Regions from separate parts of the Mus musculus genome. Here all the other regions are linked to region 3. Evidence: chromatin contacts called from public HiChIP or PLAC-seq and promoter capture Hi-C data. All regions are on one chromosome and are shown on one strand. The core of a region is the stretch at or near the end of the contact, and the rest is flanking DNA. Distances in the headings are between cores, read along the strand shown. Region 1 overlaps Fyn (Fyn proto-oncogene). Region 2 overlaps E130307A14Rik (RIKEN cDNA E130307A14 gene). Region 3 has its middle 4.7 kb from the start of Gm31562.

Region 1 (2,700 bases), core at 47-2,546, 270 kb before region 3:
ACTGAAACACAGCCACACCCTCCTCCCATGAGCACAGCAGATATGATCGCTTTATACTACGGTCATGGTGTGGCCTCAAACCCTCCACACAGTTCTTCTGTGACAGAGGGGGCCCTGCAGTATGGGGGGGGGGGCTCAGCTATCACAGGTCAGGTACGTTCTGACCAGAGGTGGGCCCAGGTGGGTACCCACTCTCAACTTCTGAGGCTGGGCACACAAACAATGAGAAAGCTTCCATTTCCTCAGCTGCCAACCCAAGAGCAATGCCCATGATCAAGTTCTACAGCTGCTGGGTAACAAGGCCTGGATGAGACACCGGGCATGCTGGCAAATGCCTTTCTCTGCAACATACAGGGAAAAGAGCCAATGAGTAGCCGCCATCTTAGCAGAGTAGGCTGCTACCTTGGAGCCAACTTAAGAAGGAATGGAGAAGTGACAGCTCTAGACTTAGCTCTTCATCCCTATCCCCCTCCCATGCCCCATTCTCACCCTGGGAGCCTAGTGGGCAGCGCTGGCCTGGGAAAGGACAGTGAGGTCTGGCCACAGAACTCTGACACGACTTGCCTCATGGTCCCTTCCACTCTAGCATCGCTCTTTCTTGGGCAAAGCTGACAATGGAGAGTAAGAAAAGGATGGGAGCCGGACCAACGACACATAAGCAATGAGGAATTCAGAGCAGAGTTGTAGGTCCCCTGCAGCTCCTCACACTGTGTCAGGGGCAGAGGCAAAAGTGGACCGCTTCATGAATGAACAGCAGTGGGATGAGAGAGGGCAGGAGGAGGCGGAGCACAGTCAGAGTGAGGCGACCTTAGGAGAGAGGCTCCTGGCACACAGCTTTTGATGCTGAGAAAATCAACACCATCCACAGGATGAGTAACTTTACTAGGACTTTAAGGAACTTTACTAGATTCTCGGCAGACAGTGAATCCCCTGAGGAGCCAGGGCAGCTGATTAGGAGTTTTCCGCACATAACTGCTAGAGCCTCATTTAGGCAGCTCAACACTATGCCCGGAGCAGTGGTAGCTGGGTTACAGAACCTGCCAGCCAAGTTTCCTGATTCACCAACACCTTTCCATCCTGCCCAATGGGTTGTTCCTTCTTCCTAGAACACAGCCAGATGACCCTGGCAGCTTAAGGGTCTTTATCTGTCTTTTCGGTACAGTCAGAGAGGTCCTAGGAATTAGGTGGATGGAGAAAAAGCAGGGTGCCTTGGTGCCTCTTGGTTGCATAAGCACTGGTGGAGGTCCTAAGCCAAAGGAAAGATCCAGCCGGGTTTGCATTGTGCAACTGTAAGACCTTGGGGGCTGAGCCGCAGACAGCCTTAGTGCTGGGTCCACCCTGTGTCAGCGCAGTGCAGTGCAGTTCTGCCCACTTGGCAAAGTATACTTGCTGCCAGATGGATGGAAGAAGTGAGCCATTTGTCCCTGGCCCTGCTGAGGTTGTGCTGTGGTGCGCAGAACTGTAAGCTACCTTCCAACTTCCTGTACAGTCTCCAGGATGTGTGAATTAAACAGCCGCTCCTGTGTTAGGCTGTGTCACTTGGCGTAGCCAACCTTAGGAAGGACAGTGTCCCCGTGAGCTGACCTCATCAAGTAAGCCCTGGAGGTCATGGCTCTTCTTGCACATGCAGAGCCGAAGTGTGAGAAGAAGCATTCAAAGTGAGGATCCTCTCTCCTGCAGCTCTTAACACGTGGCCAGATGTGGGCTCTCCACTGCTGAGGAGCGCTCACAGCTGGCAGAGCAGGGAACTGGCATGTCAGTTCCAAGACCACAGCAAACCAGAGCAACTGAGACTGATCAAGAGTCTGTGTGAGTCAGGAAACCGATTCTTCCCTAGCAAGGCCCCAGTGACAGCTCAGCTGACACCCTTAGTTCAGCCTCGCTGATCAGAGATTCCGGTCATGCTACGTGCCGGCTTACGGCCCACAGAATGGTGAGCTAATACACGGATGCTGTCCGAAGCCTGCAGAAGATGAATGCCTAGTTACGGGATGGGGCACTGTAGAGGTGGTGGTTCCACATCCTGGCAGTCATAGCCAACATCCGAAGTGTATGTATGCATACTCATGTATGCCAGGCACTGCACTGTACTGCACTGGAAAACGCAACCCCACCACCACATTCTAAGTCCTCAAACATGGGCCCTGTTATAGAGAGGTAGGGGAATGTGTCCACAGCTCAGCTCGGGGTGGGGACGAGAGGTGACAACAGGTGACTAGAGTCCATGTCCAGAACTCAGGACTTCTGCAACAAAGCTGCTTTCTGTACCATGGAGCCCTGGTAAGTCCACACAAAAGTGTACAAAAGAGGCATGGCGGGAAAGTCAGAGGGAAGGACGCCTCTTGACACCACGTCCAGGGACAGAGAGCACAGTGCCTCTGTTAGCCTTGGTGCCTCTGTCTCCATCTACATTCCACACTGTGAATAGTGGGTTCTATGGAGGTGCTGGAACCACAGTGAGTCACCTCTTCCTTGGTATGGTTTGGCATCTTAATGACTGTTTGAGCCAACAAAACTAAAGCAGCCCTCAATTTCCCCGTCTTCCCTATCTGTGGCAAGGGTATTTATACATACCACGAGGGAGGCGGTAGCGGAAAGTTTCCTTGGTATAAAAATGAGCTCTCCTATTGCATTTAAGACATGATTCACTTTACAGGCAAATTAACTCATGAAGTGAAGTGTTCGTATAATCTGCCCCAC
Region 2 (2,761 bases), core at 218-2,717, 430 kb before region 3:
GCCATTCCTCTGCAGAAAAGAGCCAGAGTTGTCAGCCAGAGCCGGTCAGAAGGAAGTAGCTGAGGAACTGGGGACTTTTTGTAGAGTGACAGCTTTCTGTCCATAAAGAAAAAGTCTCTAAAGCCACCAATGTGAAAGTGACATACTTTAAAGTGTCCAAAGGAGGCCTCCAAAGCTACTGGAAGCCTGTGCTGTCCTTTCTCAGAGCCTATTTTCTGTTTTCCTCCCATTCTGCAGCACTGATCTGCGACACTCATTGGTACACTGGACAAATAATTCCCCCATCTTTATAGCCAGCATAAAGCTCACAGCTGTGGAGTCTTGGTAATCTTTGCTGTGATTAATTGCCAATTACAAACATTTGATGACTATTTAAAAACCTTCCTTAGATGACTTATGTAGCTGACATGTGTAGTTAGTTGAAAAACTGAGGCTATGAAGATGGGTGTCACAAAAAAAGCTGAAGTCAGTCAAAATGTCACACTTTTCTGATCTCTAATAGAGTATTTTGCGCTTTCAACACCTAAAACATACCTGTGCCTGAAGGTCCAACTCAGTTCCTGCCTCCTACCCAGTCAGTCCTTTTCCTGACAGTCCTCTCTGAGCCATCTCAGCAGCTGTAGTGGATTTGGATTTGCTATCAGATGTATCATTGATCCATGAACTTGTCACATCAAAGGTCAGGTCAGAGCAGAATGGCTGCGTTAGCCGCCCCCTCGCCCATTTCCTCAGCACCACCAGACGCATCCAAAGTTAACTTCAAGGTGGGCCACTTCAGTAATAGAGTTGTGAGCCGGTGGTTTGAAGTTTGTAAGTCACTGTTGTGTACCACCCACAGAAAGTGTGCAACCAGTGATGTGCCTTGTCATAGTCATTAGGAGATTAATTACTAGTGTATAAGGAGAGGGAAGGGAATCATTGGAATAGAGAAAAGAAAATACAAGGAGGAGGAAAAGAGATAGTTTGGAAAAGGCAAACCCAGATCCAGCCTTCTCATTCTGGGATAAGATGCATTTCCTGTTTTCATGACAAAACATGGAAAGACTCCTTCCAAATGCATTTCGTGAATGATTGCCGACCCATCTTGCTAATGCTTGCTCTTTAGGGAACTGCACAGAAATCATGCATTTCCAGTTTGAATTAGGAACTAACTGGAAAGGCAGTTGCTTTGTGAGAAACCAGTAAACGCAGAAGCCTCATAACACTGGAACATTGTGGCAGTGGGAAAAGGCAACTCAGAAGGAGGCTCACCTCTCCTGACTGGTCCTGCTCTCAATGACTGTGAGACTCTCACTCCACAGTCCCTGCTTCCCACTGGCAGCAGCTGAAGCAGCTCATTATGCATGTCTGTCACGTGGTCCACTCCATCACCCAAATCTAACTGGGAGAGTAAGTCACCCTAACAAGACCCTTCAGTACACTCTTAAAAACTACTTACAGATGGACTCTTCCTCTGTAGGGACACAAAGAGTTTCCTTGTGCTGTGCCACATGATACAGGAAATGCATTATCCCTGTCCCAATGCAGGCACATGAGGAGGAAGCCCATGAAAGGGCAGCAGCTCACAAAAGCCCACACAGCTTTAGGGGGAGTCCTCGGAGGGGCTCACAGGCCAGTTTATGATAAGGGCAGAGAAAATCCTGGCTCTGTGAAGCTCCATTCATTTCGAATGCTAATGTCCACACCGGGAAAGGGAACCACAGCAGCATTCAGCTTTGACACAAACACTGCTAATCCTTGTTAGTTAGATTGTCACCGACACCTGCCCCCACACCCCCAGCTTCGTGCTAGATCTCCATTTATCCTTACAGTTTGGGCCACTTTATATTCTGTTACTTGAAGGTGAGTTCTCCTTTTAGACCCTGGGATCTTGAAATGGGTTTCCATTAGCTTGAATGGACATTTCTGTAGAATTAATCTTTACAGGGTTAGATTTACCTGCCATTGTTAAATCTCCTGTCTCACACAGTGTGATCAAGCCATGGTTCATGCAGCTGTCCAGCTAATGCTGAGAATAGAACCTGTGTCCACTATTCTAGACACTGGGGATGCAGCAGGGAACAGAGTCCTATATTTATTTTTTGGTTTTGGTTTTTGGTTTTTCGAGACAGGGTTTCTCTGTGTAGCCCTGGCAGTTCTGGAACTCACTCTGTAGACCAGGCTGGCCTTGAACTCAGAAATTCGCCTGCCTCTGCCTCCCGAGTGCTGGGATTAAAGGCGTGCGCCACCAACGCCCGGCTGAGTCCTATATTTATATAGATAAAAATTTAAAGAGGAGAGACAGAAAACAGATAAATATGTTAGTCAGGGTACATTACACTGGTTGGTGGCAGTAAACACGCTTGTATCTCAGAGGTTGAAGCAAAAAAAAGTTTTAGTCCTCATCAAAGAGTGGTCACTGAAGGTCAGAAGGAGGGACTTTCCTCTGGGTCACTTCCACATGGCACCCAGGCCATCCAGAGAACCACCAGGGGGTAAGGCTAGTCTTAGGGAGAATATCAAATGATACACGGATTCTCAAAGCTTATAACTGATACATGGCATGTCTCTCATTTTCAGGGCCAAAAGAAGCCATAGGGTTACAGCCAGCTACAGAGGGCCAGAAAGTGTAGTCATACCACATGTTCAGGAAAGTGAGCCACTCTTGGCAGGCAGAGCTGCCCCAGATGCTGATGGCTGCTGTGAAGAAAATCAGGGTACAGGAGATGGTGTCTGTGAGGTTGCAGAGAGTCTGAAGAGAGTCCTCCCCTTGGGCAGAGGA
Region 3 (2,700 bases), core at 75-2,574:
CCGAAGACCATCAGAAAACACAAATATTTACATTACAATGCATAAAAGTAGCAAAATTATAGTTGTGAAGTAGTGACAAAAATAATCTTTCAGTTGGGGGTCACCGCAGCATGAGTACTAAAGGGTCCCACATTAGGGAGGTTGAGAGCCACTGGTCTAGAAGCAGCCCCCTTGCTCACCCGAGCCTTCGGAACTGGCTTTCACAGGCCATTGACACCAATGTGATGCCAATACAGGCATCCAAGTGGTTTGGAAGCCATCCCACTTGTATTCCGAGAGGACATTAACACAGCACTGCAGTCTTAAGTGGAGAGAAAGATGGAGTGTGGTCCAGAGAGCTCTGGGCTCAGACCAGTGGTGCTGTTTCAAAGCTCTTCTAGGAGCTGCACACTTGGCCATCCTTCCTTCTGCCTGTCTTGTGCGTGTTGCTCAGGTCCATTCCGGTTTTGAGGGGCAGCGGGAAAATAGTCCCTGACTGCTCCCTATATCCAGTCTCTCCCCTGTCCAGGCCAACTTGAGTAGAAATAAAATTTAAAAATATAAAGTGCCTACTACAATGCTATGCAAAGTGCTATGCACTTACTTAATTCTTGTGTAATTTTATAAAGATAGATAACTTCATTTTTAAAATGTTCATTAGTTTTTTTGGACATGTTTTGATTTTATTTACCTCACTTGCCCAACTTTTCTCTGGTCCATTCTCTTTTCCGTCCACCCAACTTTGTGCGTGTTTTGTCTTGTTTTGTTTTTGTTTCTTAAAAATCTCTGATAACCAATTTGTGCTGCCCAAATATGCTTGCACATGTGGCCTTCTACTGGAGAGTGGTCAGCTTCTCAGGGCCTACTCGGATAGACTAGGAGGCAGCCGGGCAGTGCCCTGGTACATTGATAACAGCTTTGACTACACTCTCGTTCTTCACCTTCAGAGCTCTAACCATTGAGAGAAGCTGCAGGTACTAAGGGTCTTTACTGCTGCTGTCTCCTCGTGTTTCTTGGTTATTTTATACTCTGGGTATAGCCCAGCAGAGAAAGAAATAAGCCCCAGTGGTGTGGGGTAGTAGTGGCGATCAACAAACATATAGTTAGTATTTCAGCTTGGCTTCTACTCGGGTCTGATTGTTTGATGGTCGTCTGGGAAGAAATGATACAATAGGGCAGTGGGGGAGGCATTGGAACCCGTTGAAAAGTCAAACTGTGCGGGGGTGGGGGGTGTTGAAAACATTCTTTGATGATTTGCTGTATCTTCTTTTGACTTCTGTGATGAAAAGCAATGTCCTTGCAGGCAGCACGAACCTACCCTGGGGAGTGAGGGAGCTGATTTTCTTTCACTGAAGTCTGCAGATTGCTTTGCAGTGAAGACCACGCGGCTCGGGCTTCCCCGCCCAACGGGGGAGCCGGGTTTGATTGTAACGAACAGCGACCTCTAGTGGGTATCTTAGAATTTGCATTTGGCAAAGACTACACAATGAAATGGGAATCCTGATCGAATTCCAAAGGAACAAAGGAGGCACTTTCCCATTGTTTTCCCTGGTAGAGAAGTCCGGGATCCAGGTCTGAAGAGTTCTCCTCATCTGCACCACTCACTCTTGGAGGTGATACTCGACACATTGCCTCCCCTGCCCCTTCCTTCAAACCTGTCACTGGCTTTGATTTTTAAAGGCTCTCCTGCTTGGCTCAAAGATATCATAGTCATCAACTTCTCTTAGTGTGATTGTGCATGTGTATATGTGCGTGAATGTGCGCGTGGGTGTGTGCGTGTGGGGGATATGAATCATCATGGCACTGGAAGATAGAAGATCAGGGCCATCCCAGAGAGCTATTGGGAAGGCTATTCTCCATAGGGGAATAGAGTGCCTGTTCACCCTAGTTCATTATGGCTTCTTCCTTGGGCTGCCATCCCTTTTCCCATATGAGGCTGTATGTTGCCTTTGAAAACAAAATCCTCTCCGTGACCCTACCTCTTCCACATAACAGCAGGTGGCTAGTGTAGGTTTCTTCCTGTTCTATAGCTCTGATCTCAGCCTCACCCACACCTAATATTCCAGGGTCTGCTCTCCAGGCCGAGTTAGCTCTGTCGATGGTATTCATTCCCAAGGAAAAATGGGGGCAGAGAGTGACCTCTGACTTTGTCAGGAGCTGGGAGAATTCTACTGGAGAAAGGCTGAAATCACAGCTCCTGGCCTGTGACCTCACAGATTTGTGATGGGAACAGGAGTCTGAGGTCTGGGGCATGAGAGCATAGATAATAGAATAAATTTAGAGACGTTTAAAGCCAACACAGTCTTGATATGTGGATGCTGTGATCACTGGGCTGGGGCTTGAAACAGCCTTTTAAACTAAGTTTCAAAATGGAGGTGCTGTGTGCCTTCCTGTAGCTTTAAGCTGTGTGTGACAAACTTCCTGTCCCCTGGGCTTTCCTCATACTTTGAACAAGGCTTAGGCATTTGCTCAAAGCCATGGCTCTCAGGGACAACCAGCCCATACCACCACTGCTCACACAAGCTCACGGCGTGATGAAAAGTTACCTGTCAGAAATAAAACATACATTACATGGATACTTTACTCCTTCCTATTCGGCAGCGACTGTTGTTCTGACAAAGACTCGATTCTTGGCTCAACTCCAGGCTGGCTCCTCCGGGCTCTCTTCTTGACAAGCCCTCAACCTTGACCTACAAAGACTTGGACAAACACTAACACAGT

Evidence for each region. HiChIP or PLAC-seq counts read pairs in DNA pulled down with a chosen protein or histone mark. Capture Hi-C pulls out chosen DNA fragments and counts their contacts.
Region 1: a promoter capture Hi-C map of adipose tissue shows a contact between it and region 3. The contact joins two enhancer-like sites. A contact is called at or near these places in 2 of 39 promoter capture datasets (liver and pre-B cells), 1 of 15 datasets of contacts at CTCF or cohesin (the NIH/3T3 cell line), 114 of 484 Hi-C or Micro-C datasets (the 3T3-L1 cell line, 3T3-L1-derived adipocytes, the 63-12 cell line and 68 more), 18 of 115 datasets of contacts at active chromatin or transcription factors (CD8 T cells, the HPC-7 cell line, acute myeloid leukemia and 12 more) and 5 of 9 other capture datasets (adipose tissue, embryonic stem cells, embryonic tail and 2 more).
Region 2: an H3K27ac HiChIP or PLAC-seq map of oligodendrocyte precursor cells shows a contact between it and region 3, with 3 times the contacts expected there. The contact joins two enhancer-like sites. A contact is called at or near these places in 2 of 15 datasets of contacts at CTCF or cohesin (the NIH/3T3 cell line and large pre-B cells), 1 of 484 Hi-C or Micro-C datasets (cerebellar granule neurons) and 2 of 115 datasets of contacts at active chromatin or transcription factors (embryonic stem cells and oligodendrocyte precursor cells).

The regions. Positions count from the first base shown.
Region 1 is chr10:39,505,712-39,508,411 of GRCm38.p6, reverse strand. All of the region lies in intron 3 of Fyn (Fyn proto-oncogene), which reads right to left. Among named protein-coding and RNA genes, the nearest start is that of Gm40627, 83 kb to the left of the region's middle. Within about 2 kb of position 1,296, at least 41 of the 459 cell types and tissues checked have an H3K27ac peak or open chromatin away from gene starts, as enhancers often do. A contact at or near this core is called in adipose tissue, brain, cerebellum and 2 more, where this site is marked.
Region 2 is chr10:39,671,482-39,674,242 of GRCm38.p6, reverse strand. The region is part of intron 2 of E130307A14Rik (RIKEN cDNA E130307A14 gene); the gene reads left to right. Among named protein-coding and RNA genes, the nearest start is that of E130307A14Rik, 59 kb to the left of the region's middle. Within about 2 kb of position 1,467, at least 83 of the 459 cell types and tissues checked have an H3K27ac peak or open chromatin away from gene starts, as enhancers often do. A contact at or near this core is called in oligodendrocyte precursor cells, where this site is marked.
Region 3 is chr10:39,238,750-39,241,449 of GRCm38.p6, reverse strand. No RefSeq gene overlaps it. Among named protein-coding and RNA genes, the nearest start is that of Gm31562, 4.7 kb to the left of the region's middle. Within about 2 kb of position 1,324, at least 74 of the 459 cell types and tissues checked have an H3K27ac peak or open chromatin away from gene starts, as enhancers often do. A contact at or near this core is called in adipose tissue, brain, cerebellum and 3 more, where this site is marked.